2 separate regions of the Mus musculus genome follow, and region 1 is linked to region 2. Evidence: chromatin contacts called from public promoter capture Hi-C data. All regions are on one chromosome and are shown on one strand. The core of a region is the stretch at or near the end of the contact, and the rest is flanking DNA. Distances in the headings are between cores, read along the strand shown. Region 1 holds the start of Usp18 (ubiquitin specific peptidase 18). Region 2 holds the start of 1700072O05Rik (RIKEN cDNA 1700072O05 gene).

What was found. Promoter capture Hi-C pulls out the DNA fragments that hold promoters and counts their contacts.
Region 1: a contact with region 2 is called in a promoter capture Hi-C map of pre-B cells, with 2.6 times the contacts expected there. The contact joins the promoter of Usp18 here to the promoter of 1700072O05Rik in region 2. A contact is called at or near these places in 5 of 39 promoter capture datasets (embryonic stem cells, liver, pre-B cells and 1 more).

What each region holds. Positions count from the first base shown.
Region 1 is chr6:121,242,620-121,248,660 of GRCm38.p6, reverse strand. Usp18 (ubiquitin specific peptidase 18) reads right to left here and starts at 2,755. Exons shown (of 11, transcript NM_011909.2): 1 at 2,599-2,755.
Region 2 is chr6:120,551,459-120,558,105 of GRCm38.p6, reverse strand. It overlaps 1700072O05Rik (RIKEN cDNA 1700072O05 gene), which reads right to left and starts at 3,310. Exons shown (of 4, transcript NR_045733.1): 1 at 3,146-3,310.

The DNA.
Region 1 (6,041 bases), core at 1,506-4,005, 690 kb before region 2:
CATAAAAAAACCAGTTGTGCACACCTGCATATAGTCTCCAGGATAGGAGAGCCTGTCTCAAAAAACAATATAGAAAGCTACTGAGGAACTACACTGAAGGTGACCTCAGGCCTTCACGCATACATCCACAGAGACACAAACACACACAAATATTCATACGCACACTCACACACATCACTACCACCACCACCACGAGAAAAATTTGGAAAACATTATTTGATTTCTTACTATATATTCAAACTTAATGTCAATGGAAAATTGTCAATACTTGTGTATGGTAAAAATAAAATTCTAAATAGAAAGTAAAAATCAAATTTAGATAACTACTTTGTGGGGAGGCAAGGGTATGAGGCTGGAGGAAGGTGGGTTGTTGCTCGGAGGCAGTTTGCTTTGGTAGCAGAACAAATACGTGAGGTTTTGTTTACTGCTAATCAGTTCATTATCTGGAACTCAGAGTTAATAGCTAATGAACTAATGGACGGATGGACAGACAGATGGAACAGACATAGTCTAGCGTTGGCCTGAGGGAAGCAGCTCTCTCACTGGGCAGAGCACACACACAGCTCAGGCTTGGGTAGCAGAGCCAGCGCATGGAGGACAGGCAGGTAGGCAGAGCACCATGAGGAAGGAAGTGGAGATGTACGATGGTCGGGCAAGTGGGCAGACAGGATGAGGCTGAACCAGGCATACAGCTGCCAGCTCCGAGAACGCTGCATTCCCAAACTCATGCACTGATTCGAGGCATGCTGACTCCAAAGCAGAAGACTACCTCCATCCTTGCTGAAGCTTGCAATGAGGAGAGATGGTGGAAATAACCACCACAGGCTACAGAATCAGCAAGGGTCTTGAGAGCAAGAGCTAGCGAGCCAGTGACACAATACGGGAATTCTGGGTGGTGAGTCCCTCCCTAGCTGTTACACATTGGGGGTCTGGGGAGAGCAGTTCCCAGATAGAAATGCCCGATAAAATTCACAATGCCAGCAATATCTAAGTAGCCTGGTCTTCAAACCTTCTGAGACAAGCCCTGGTATTGAAATCCCCTGGCCTCAAACTTTTGCGCACAGGTGTTTTTAAATAGGATCTCACTATGTAGCTTAGGCTAGCCTCAGAGTCTCAGCAAAACTCCTGCCTCGGCCCCCTCCAATGCTGTGATTACAAGTGTGAGCTGAAACACCAGATCCAAACTCTACTCCCCCTGCCTCGTTCAGCCTTCCTAGGGCTAAAATCCCTGGGATTTCTAAAGGTATGAACTACTGCTCTGGGCGTTGCCTTCATTCTTAACAATCTGCTCGCCTCTTCTGAGCTATGGTGCTGTAACAGACAAAATCAGATCTCTCCAGAGGAAACCCAGACTAACACACTACTTGGGGCTCCTCTGGCCGGTGTGGGATGATATGCATTAGCCTGTCCTTAGACATGCCCTCAGCCTGGAGATGCTGATACACCTTTCATGTGCCCATTGGGGCTCTGGCCACAGCCCAGTCACATGATACACTCAATTGGGAGACAACGTGATTTTCTTCCTTATAAACATCATGTTGCGTAAAAGTGCCAAGACCATGAAGCACGGTTTTCCAGAGTGAAAAAAGAAGAAGAAAAAGAGAGAGAGAGAGCAAGCAAAAAGCTCTCTCTCTTTTTAAAGTCTTCTGCTAGTGCGTAGTGAGTCAGAAGGGAGCATACACCTCATCTGCTACGCCACTTTCTGCCCAGTTAGTTCTTATGAACAAAGGAGGTGACGGTATTCAAACACACAAAGGACACTTCACAGGAAACATTCTAAAAATGTTCTGAAATATTTGCCTCACTTTTTGAGTTAATTCTAAAGATATTAAGTATGAAGTTAAGTTGTAATTTTGAAACACCACAAACTTGGACTTCCAGGGGAGTTGGGGGAGGTTGTGTTTTTTTGTTTGTTTGGTTTTTGTTGTTGTTTTTTCTTAAAGGTATATTTAGCTTTCTTTACAGAAGATGGAAAAACAGGCCAGGGAACAGGTCTAAAGCACCCTGACTTATGATACTGGACAAAAATCTCTCCGGTTTCTCAGTCCGCTGGTTTCTATTTTAGGAGTTTCTCCTAACGTGTGACTGAGTATTTGCACAAGAGCATAAAAATGATATTTGTTGATAAAACGTCTATCCCAGGAAAAACAGGACCGAACCTAAATGTCCATGAATTATTTAACTAAATCCGCACTTCTCATACAACGCATCAGTTAAAATACTGGTCTAGAAAGGCACAGAACAAGAAGCAAGACACAGAGCAATGTTAAAGATATCCATTAGAAATGTTTCTGATAAAGTATACATAAAAATGATACTGAGTTGCAAATTAAGAGAAACAACTCTACACATCTGTCTGCATTGTTTGAATTTTTAACAAGCCACTTTGGTAATTACTTTTTTAAATTAAACATAAATCACGACTACAGTCTGAATAATATAAATGCTTGGGAAGCAAATCCATTGGCCCAGTATATACATGCCAAGAATACAGACCGCCACTATTTGCAGAACCCAAGGAAATTCCTAATCATCTGGAGATGTATAAGCAAAGTTCTGGCGGATAAAGGACACTTTCAAAGTTAGCCCCAAACTTGCCTCAAGCACGGAGTCAAGCCAAAGAGCGAAGACCGAGCAGCATCTGCAAAGGGCTACAGAAGAGGACGCGGCACCGCGGAGCAGAGCAGTCTTGCTGCCTCCCAGCCTCTCAGCTCAGGAGTGTCTGCTGTCCCCTAGGCACAGCCGCCCTGGCACTGCCGGCCAAGCCTTCTGCACGCCTGGCCACGCCCCCCTCACCGCCAAGCTTTCGTTTTCCCCTAGATCCAAAGGAAAGCGAAACTCAGGCACCGGGCGGGCGGGCGGAGCGGTTGTACGCGCCCCTACAGAACCCGCAGTCCAGTCGCCTACACCAGGACACGACAAGCCGGACCTGGCCCGGTAACTCCTGGATACGCTCTCTTTTTTCATCTGCAATGTTAAGATTGGAAATACTCCCAGTTGCTGTACCTTCTGCTCTGAAAGCCAGCAGCAGATAACTCCCTTGCTGAGGCTGTCCCCAGGGGGTAAGGAGACAGCGATAACATTTACTTCATCTCTGTTAATTGCCAGGCTTATCCTTAAACACTGAAGATAAGTTTATCTGCACAATGTTCTTTTGTGCCTCTACGTTTAACCCCAATTCTATAGGATAAAATGTTTTTATTTTATCAAAGAGGTTATGACTAACTCAGGACGACAAATGGCTAAGTGCTGAAAGCAACATTCTAACGGGACCTCTGACCAGTCCCACCATTTGTGGAAAATAGCAGACCATTGCAGTTAGCACACGAGGTGGCCATGAAGGTACAGCTCTGCGAGGAACAAATACAGTCTAAGCCGAGCCGGGTTTGGAGGCTCTGGGATGTACATACATGAAATGCTTGCTAGCTCTTTACAGATGTATCTTGTATATGAGGCTATAAGTTGAGGGAGAGGGGGATCTGTTAGCTGCTGGGCTAGTCAGAATGAGGTTTCCCCATGCGCTTGTTCTGAGAGGGGTCCTCCACTCCCTACCCCCAGCACTGGACAAAGATGACAGAGAGATACATACCCCTAATCGAAAGCTACCAGGACTTTATGAAATCTGGAAGAGTCTATATTCTGTTTTGCTATTGTAGTTCAACGTAAGATATACAAATATGTCTGCCTGCCTATAGTGTGTGTGTGTGTGTGTGTGTGTGTGTGTGTGTGTGTGTGTGTGTGTGTGTGTGTGTGAAGCATGAGTTATACACAGCTGTTGAAAATAAACCAAGATGTCCATGTTTGGAAATAGAAAGTGGGGTATGGCCCTCAGGGTAAAACAAAGTCTCTTGATCAGTGGTTGAGGTAGACAATGTGGCATCTGCACATATCATGGACAAATACATTAAGTCTCCAATACATTTGCAAATCAATCAATTATGTGACCAGCTTCTTCCTCTTCTTCTTCTTCTTCTTCTTCTTCTTCTTCTTCTCCTTCTTCTTCTTCTTCTATCTGTTTGGTTGTATCCAAAAACAGGAACATCAAAAACTGGTGGGGGGGGGGGGGAGGATGAAAAGAGGATGTTATAAAATGTGATAGTTTGATCAATATATCGTACCTGTAGAGTTCTAGGGAACAAACTGTATTTGTTCCCAGTGGTGATTAGCAAACAGCTCCTTATAGCCAAGCAACTTTTTTTTCCCAACCCTGCTTGTTCAGTGAAGCAAGTGATTGGCATTTGTACCAGTACGGAGTGGACTAGTGTCAATCATGGACAGGAGATACCTAGATGATGCAAGAACCCATTATAACTCCTAGTAGGACTCTCCATGCTCTTACCCCTGGTCTCTCCTTGCCTTTCAGAAAAGTTCAGGGCTCTAACCAGGTGGTAGACTGAGCTGGTAAGCATTCCTGAAGTAGATTCCAGCAGTGCCCCACAGTGACCCAGGATGGTGGTTTGGTGGAGAGACAATATGCCCACCACCCATGTCAGAACCTACTCTAGTTAGAGAATCCATTCATATATAGAGCAGATGTGGCTCGCCTGGGCCTCAGAGCCTAGAGAACTGGAGTGGGGTTCCATGTGTTGAGGAGACACGGGCAGGGTGAGGAATGGGTCCACGTGAGAGGGCACTGGTAGAGCTGAGAGACTAGTTATGCCCAGAAGCAGAATTAAGTGAGCAAATCCACAACAGTTTAGAACTGGTCACTTGCTTGAAATTGCCCCGGAATAGAGTTGAAGGTGAAGAATGGGACCCAAGACCTGCAGCTCTGGGTTCGCATAGATCCGTGGTTCTCGGTGAGTAGTTAGAGAGGGGTGCGTGTGTATGTGTGCGTACATTCCCTAGCTTGCCCCACTGAGAGTGCATGGATGGATGACACTCAGAGGCAACATGGCTTCTGGCTTCTAGTGGTTATTCTCAAACAAAAGAAACCAGAGATGCTTAGGGAGATGGTGTTTCCCGGATTGGGGCAAAGAAAAGCACAAGAGGAACCTAAGCAGACCCCTTTCTGCCGAAAGGCAAATGCTCAAAGAATAGGAGGGAAGTCAGAAGATGGTTTTCTGTACCAATGCAAGTGAATAATTGAGTAAACTGAGAGTGGGGGAGGCTTGGGTATTTTACACAGCGTCCAAGGACTTTCCCAGGAACACACACCAATGACCGGCAGCATCCCGCATGTCATGCTACGTTGTGGCTGCAGATAAAGCAAGTGGTGTAAACACTAAGTAGTCACAAAGCCAGCCGTGTCCTTCCCGCAGCAGTGGAGATCACTGGTGTCTGCACAGCTGCAGTCACTCCGAGGAACAGAATGTAACAGGATGTCGTGAACAGAAAGGGACACAGCTCCCTCCTGTTACTCTCCTGTCACCGACCTTTGCCCTGATTGCTTCCACAGAAACATCTGAGTAACCCCAAGTGACAGATGTTCTGCAAATCAGCTAGCTGTCTTCTAGTCGAGGTTATCAAAATCCAAGGTATGAGGAACAGCCCCTGAGCACGGTAGTGAAGGTAAACCACGTGCCCTGAACTGGATCTTTCCGCTGGAAAGGATGTTCGGGGGGCAGCTGAGAAAGCCTGAGTGGTAATAATTTCCCACTCTGGCATCAGAGAGAAGAAACATCATCTGGAAAGCGTACTCTGGCTGGGTGCGGTGGCACACATCGGCAATGCCCACACCTGGGAAGGAGAAGTAGGAAGGGAAGGCTGCTTCAAGTTAAAGGTCAGCCTGGTATACGACGTTAGACTTTGCCGCAGAAAGGAAAGAAGAAAGGAAAGAGGGAAAGAGAACCTGCCCTTTTAGGGGTACAGAAAAGGACATGAGTGCAGCTTTCCCATAGGTATTATATGCTTTCAAATTTTTAAATATTAAACAGAATTATGAGGTAATATATCTTTTTCTGAAGGCTGCTAATACAATTGGGGGGGTTGTTTATGTTTTTGGTTTTTGTTGTTGTTTTATTTTGTTTTCAGTGCCAGAGAGGAAAGAATTTAAGTTCAAACCACAATAATACTTGTTCCAAAAGTGAATTTGAGTCCCA
Region 2 (6,647 bases), core at 2,061-4,560:
TCATGTGACAAGCTACATAATATAATATGTTCATCCCCAAAGATGCCAGTCTCCTATAAGTCTGCCTGCCTCTTTGACCCAGGAAAAGTCTGATTTAAAAAAAAAAAAGAATCAGCATTATATCTTTCTGGGTTAAATCAATACCTTGGTTAAGCGATGAAATGCCTCAATCCCACTCAGAGTCCTGTGAAAACATCTTAGTTCTTCCCTTAGCTGCATTAGATCTTGTTAGGGAAAAAGGAACCAGTGTTTAGATGGAGCAAGATTCTCCACTCCATCTCCTGCAGAGGGAGTGCAGTTGATCTGGGGACAAGTAAAGGAATAAGCAACTAGGAAACAATTGGATAAAGTGAATGGGGTTTTACAGGGGAGGGTGGCAGAAGGGCCTCTGCCCCTTTATCTATAGAAGTCTGGTTCTCCATAGCTGGGGCTTACTTTTGTTGACCACTACAGTTGGTAGAGCTGTGTCAACTTTTTACTCTGAGAAAGTTTAGGGTCATCCCATAAGGGAAAAGGCCTGTCCTTAGCTGCTTTGGGCCTCTGACAGAACAGATCTACCCTGGGTAGTCTTAGAATACTTCCTTTGGGAACAGGTCTCTCTTTTCAGCTTGTAGCCATGCCAAGCTGGTATAGAAAAATACTAAGCATATTCCCTTCAAGATCTGAAGACCAGGGGCTGGTGAGATGGCTCAGTGGGTAAGGGCACCCGACTGCTCTTCCGAAGGTCTGAAGTTCAAATCCCAGCAACCACATGGTGGCTCACAACCACCCGTAATGAGATCTGGTGCCCTCTTCTGGTGTATCTGAAGACAACTACAGTGTACTTACATATAATAAATAAATAAATCTTTAAAAAAAAAAAAAAAAAAAAAAGATCTGAAGACCAAAGAAGCCCCAGTATCCTGGAAAATACTTGAGAGGAGGGGATGCAGAAGGTGGGTTGTTGGCCATCTGAAGAAAGAAAGAATCAGTGTTTATAGATCATTTATCTTTTTCCTCTGAGTTCGGGGTTCTCTGTGACTATATACATACGTACATCTATCTATCTATCTATCTATCTATCTATCTATCTATCTATCTGGTGACTTCATGTGAACCTTCTCCCCATTTTAACTGGTCAAATAAAGGCTAGAGCTTGTGATTGGGCAGTGGAAAGGAAAGGTGGGGGTGGAGGTTTTAGAGAGGGAGATGAGGAGATGGAGGAGACAGAGGAAGGCAGAGGAAGAGGAGTGGAAGGAAGATGGTGCAGAATCACGTGGCCTGGAGAAGCGTCATGTAACAAGGGATCTCGTAGCTGGGGAATACGGTACTGCAGTGGTAGATCTGCCCAATCTAGGCGTGAAGCTTATAAATATTACAACTGAATCGTGTGTTCTTTTCATGGGGTTATTGGGGTGGGGATTTACTGCAACACCTTACTCGTTCCCGTTCAGTTTATTTCCTTCACACAACCACCACCTTTCCATAGCAGCCAACTTCAGTGACAACCTTCCCTCATGCTTTCCTCTTCTCTAGCCCTACTGAGCCATCAGGAAGGATGGATCCCTTAAAGAAATGCCTGTTCTCACCTCTGTGGCCTCTCCCCATTCTTACTAACTGCCCCCACCCCCCCCCACACCCTGTTCTCTTCATTCCTCACAAGGGTTAGAATTCAGACCAGGCAGGCAGGTCACACCCATCTGCAGCTGCATCTCTCTGCACCCTCACAGTTGATTCTGCATACAGGCCCCAGGCTGATAACTCCATACTGTTAGAGGTTATCAGAACACATCCCACATAACGTCCGGTCCGTCCGTTAAGTTAATTAAATGAGTCTTCCCAGTTGGTGTTCTTCACATTCCTCTCAGGAGTTCAAGAACTGTCCCTCCCCCCACCACACCACATCCCAGTCCCAGTGCTGCCTTAGAGTCAGAGAGACAACCTGATTACAAGCTTGTAGTCTGGACAACTTGTCTACCTCCTGGCATGGGACCTCCCCCGATCTTTGAAAACCTGTGAGACAGCCCTTTCTGCTTGGCCATGTGAGCCTGAACTGTCTTCAAAGACTTTGTTATGCCGTTGTCTCTTTACCCACAGCATTAATAATCCCACATGTCTCTTATCCAAAAGGACATTCTGCCTCAGTGTTCCCTCTCAGTCCCAAACAGTAAAGCTTCGATTGACTCCGCTGTTGCACTTATGTTTGATACTTAAATCTTTGTCTTACAAAGGACCCACTTTTTCCAGTCTCCTTTAGACTAGCGTTCCTACTCCTGAGACTCCATGCCCAAGTCCTGGAGTAGTAGGTAAAGGTAATTCTGTGTTTTCTATACCATGCACCCTATCTGATTGTTCTGTCTACGTTGGCCCATACTTCCTATTGTCTCTATAATCAAGATGCCTGCAGTTATTTTTTTTTATTAAGTAGTTTAAGCTGTATGTTTCTGTACAGTGACTCCATTGAGCCATGCCTAAAGACTGGGCTGAGTATGTATATCATGGAACAGCCTGTTGGGCTTCTATTCTTGGGGGAAAGCATAGAATAAAATGACCTATTGTCACCATGCAATGTCTCCCTCCTCCCCCCTCCATTGCTCTTGATCAGAGCAGGACATTGAGGGAAACTTATCTGTCTCCTGAGGGAGGTGACAAAGCAGACATGGGTCAGGATGTGCACTAGTTTCTTTATGTTACTGTGATAAAAAACTATGACCCAAAAAAGCAACTTTTTTTTTCCTGAAAAAAAAAAAAAAAAAAAAAGCCAGAAAGGGGAATTTCAACCAGATGGTTTCACTGTGTAGCCCTGGCCATCCTGCAACTCATTCTGTAGATCAGGATAGCCCTAAACTCACAGAGCATTACCTGCCTCAGCCTCTAGTACTGGGAATGAGGGTGTGCCCCACCCTTGCCTGGCTCCAGACGCTTTTCTTGAGAGAAGGGTAGTACACTTCAGAGCAGCAGGAGGACAGGGGAGACCTCTGCCAGCCTATGCTCCGGAGCAACTGTAGTCCAGGAGCTTTCGAGTAATGCAGAGAGTAATTTCGAGTAATCCTGTCGCTTGCCTGTCACTCCAAGACCGTGGCCCTGGCAAAGCACAGACTCCGGAGAGCAAAACTAGATCCCACAGGCCCAGCACCAAGGGCAAAAGGGGATTGGTTGTGTTCACCTCAGCATCATGTGCTCTGAGTATGAGGATCAGAGCCATGCTAGATGCTTTTTCCCCAGCTGGCCGGGTCCGGTGTTTTAGCTTGAGGGTTATGGTGACGCACAGACCCAAAACTGCAGCAGGTGGAAGTCAGTTTTCTCACCCTTTCCAGGAGGTCCCCTGCCTGCGCTCTGGATTCTAGGCTTAGAGACTGGGAGAATCAGGTGAGTGAGTCACAAAGGGGAGGGATGTGAGTAGCGTGCGTGACAGCACAAACATAAAGCTCTTGCTGTCACCAACATGGCAGCAGGGAGCACGGTGTCTCAGTGGAAGGAGCATCCTGAGACATGGCAACCCAGGCACACACAGCCTCCTCAGCAGAGGGAAATGTTGCAGCTCCCAGGAGAGGTCTGTTATGGATCCTCTGTCGTATGCCCAGCCGAGCTCAGACGCCTCAGCTCTGCTCCTTCGCTTCTCTTCATTGCTTCTTTTACTCTTGTTCCAGGGGGTGGAGGGACAAATACAGGGATGACCACCTTCTGTTGCAGGGCAAAGGGCAAGGCAAGATGAGAAGGCAAAGGCAACACCCTAGGTTGTCTTCTGACCTCCACACGAATGCCAGGCTCAGCACACCTACATGTATACACATGAACCTATGTCTACACACCTAAAAATAAGTAATCAAGTAAGAGTTCAGACAGAACTTAAGAAACAATTTAAAAATCATGCCTGACAGTGGGTAATCCGAGCCTCCAGGAGGCTGAGGCAGGAGGACTGCCTGTCAGTTGAAGGCCAGCTTGTACCACAGTGAATTTCAGGCCAACCTGGCCTGCAGAACGAGATCTTGTTTATAAATAAATAAGCAAATAAATAAAACCAACAAAAATCCAGCACGCTGGTGATCTGGACCAGTGGTTAAAGAACACACTGTGCAAGCCTGGTGGTCTGAGTGTGTTCCATGGAGCACATAGTGTGGCCAACAACTCATGAATCACAGACCTGAGTTCTGGGGTTGGAGATTCTTCTCGGCAGCTATCACTGCTTAGATAACCTTGCAGAAGGCCATTGTGAATTATATAATATTCACTTCTGAGCTCTGTACTTCCTACTTAATTTACTTTCTGAGTTTTTAATGCACATCCGTCCAGGATGCAATCCTTCGGGGAGGAAATTTCTACTCAACGATGGCTTACCGCCCTTCTCTCAGGGCTGAGGAGGTGGCTCAGTGTGCAAGACATTCACCACATAAACTGAGGACCTGAGTTCAAATCCACAGTCACAGAAATCCAGACTTCCTCAGCTATGTCCTCAGCAGCAGTTTCCAGACATCCCCCCTCCCCAGCCCCCAGCAAGTTTCCAGCCCCCGACACCCAAGAATAGAATGTCTGTAGAGATGGACCCGACTTATAGCTGTAGCCTAGCCTACCCTGGAATTCCATAGTGTGCTTTAAATCAGACCTGTGAGCTCACTTGTGTCTCTCTTTCTATCTTGGTAATGGGACACCCCAGCATGCTGGACCTCTGCAGAATAAAATGCTCTTTGTGTTTACTTTTGTGAATCACAGACCCTTACAAGACTCTGACCTCAGAAGCAGGGCAACAGTCTCTTGCAAATTGGAAGTAATTTCCTTCAGGGATCTTCTGTGTGCATTAACTGACAAATAACATTGCATTTGTCACAATAAACGTTACAAATAACTTTTAAAGTCCCGTGAGAGCAGAGCTGGGGATGTAGCTCAGTGAGAAGACTGCCTGCCTGGGCCACACGCAGCCCTGAGTGGGATCCCCAGCAGGGCATAAGCCAGGTGTGACAGTGCGTGGATGTAACCCAGCACTGAGGGCCGGAAGAAGGATGCACGCCTGTTGACTGACTCTTGGAAGAGATTTTCTTGAGTTCAGCATTTATGATGGCATCACAGTTCATGTGCTAAAACTAGCTCCAAAGTAGCCCAGAAAAGAATTCATTAATAAACAGAAAGTCAGAACACTTTTTATTCACTATGTATTTTAAGATATATATTTGAGTATATATTTTAAAAATATAAACAAATACCCATATCTATCTATCTATCTGTCTATCTGTCTATCTATCTATCTGTCTGTCTATCTATCTATCTATCTATCTGTCTATCTGTCTATCTATCTATCTATCTATCTATCTATCTGTCTGTCTATCTATTTATCTATCTATCTATCTGTCTGTCTATCTTGGAGTCTCCATTTAAGAAAGTCTCTCTATATAGCCCTGGCTGTCCTACCTAGAACTTGCTTTGTTGGCCAGGCTGGTTCCAGACTCACAGACTCACAGAGATCTACCTGCCTTTGTCTCCTGAGTAGAGTATTAAAGGAATGTGAACAGCATCCAACTCCCTTGAGACAGGATCTCTCATGCCTGAAGTTTGTTCATAAGGCTTGACTTCCCTGTCCAGTGAGACCCTGCCTTCCCAGCGCTGGCATGACAATGACAGGTGTGCTCTGTACATCTCCAGCCCGTTCCCACATGTGGCAATGTCCCATGTTGGGTGTTTTTTGTTTTTTTTTTTTTTTTAGCAAAGAGAAGTCACCAAGGACATTATGGAGCTATTGATCAGAATCCCACATCTGCTTCATGTCAGCAATATGTCTCATTCATCCCTCTATGAAGCTTCCAGATGTGCCAACCAACCAAGAAGTCTTTGTATGTCCTACCTTGGTCTTGTGTACAGAGTTGCCATGGTACTGTTTTGGGATCTCCCTGTGTTTGACAAAAGCTTGCTGTCTTCGGATCCAAAGAAATGTCCTTCCACCAAGGAGATCTCAATACTTGCCTGGATGAAATTCCAGAGAACTCCCAAATTGTTTGAAGTGAATAGTCTTGTTATCCCACAAAGGAACATATAAACAAAGCTAAACTAACTCTGTAAGGCACAGTCTTGCAAAAAGGGTGCAGGAGAACCCTAGCAGGGCTAGCAAACATTGTCATCAAAATGGCAGCTGTCTTTATCTCAGACAGAGGTGGTCACTGAATCTCCTCCCAATGATGGGAGCTCAACGTCACAGATGGAAGAATGTGAAGTGATGGGCTAATCATTGCAAGGAAGAAGGCAAAGCCTGATGGGGCTGATTATCGTTAATAGAAAAATACGTTCCTCACAGAAGTAAAAGAACTTTGATCTAAGGCATGGTGTCACGGGTGTCCATGTTAGAGGCTGGCCTTCCAAATCTCACACTTCCCTCCAGTAGAGCTGGCTTCCCTCTTCTGTGTCGTACTTCGGAAGAGGAATCGACCATCCTTGGATGAGGTGGGCTCACTGCAAATGGAGGTGGCCCCTGGCAAGGGAGAGGCTCCTCTGGACAGCTCCCAACAGCCTCTCTCCTGCCCTCCCTTTGTTCTTTGGATTTCTGAGACAGGGACTCTGTAGCCCTTGGCTATCTTAGAACTTGTAGCAGAGGCTGGCCTTCACCTGTCTACCTGCCTCTGCCTCCTCTGCCTCTGCCCCTCTCTCTCTGCCCCTCTCTGCCTCTCTGCCTCTCTGCCTCTGCC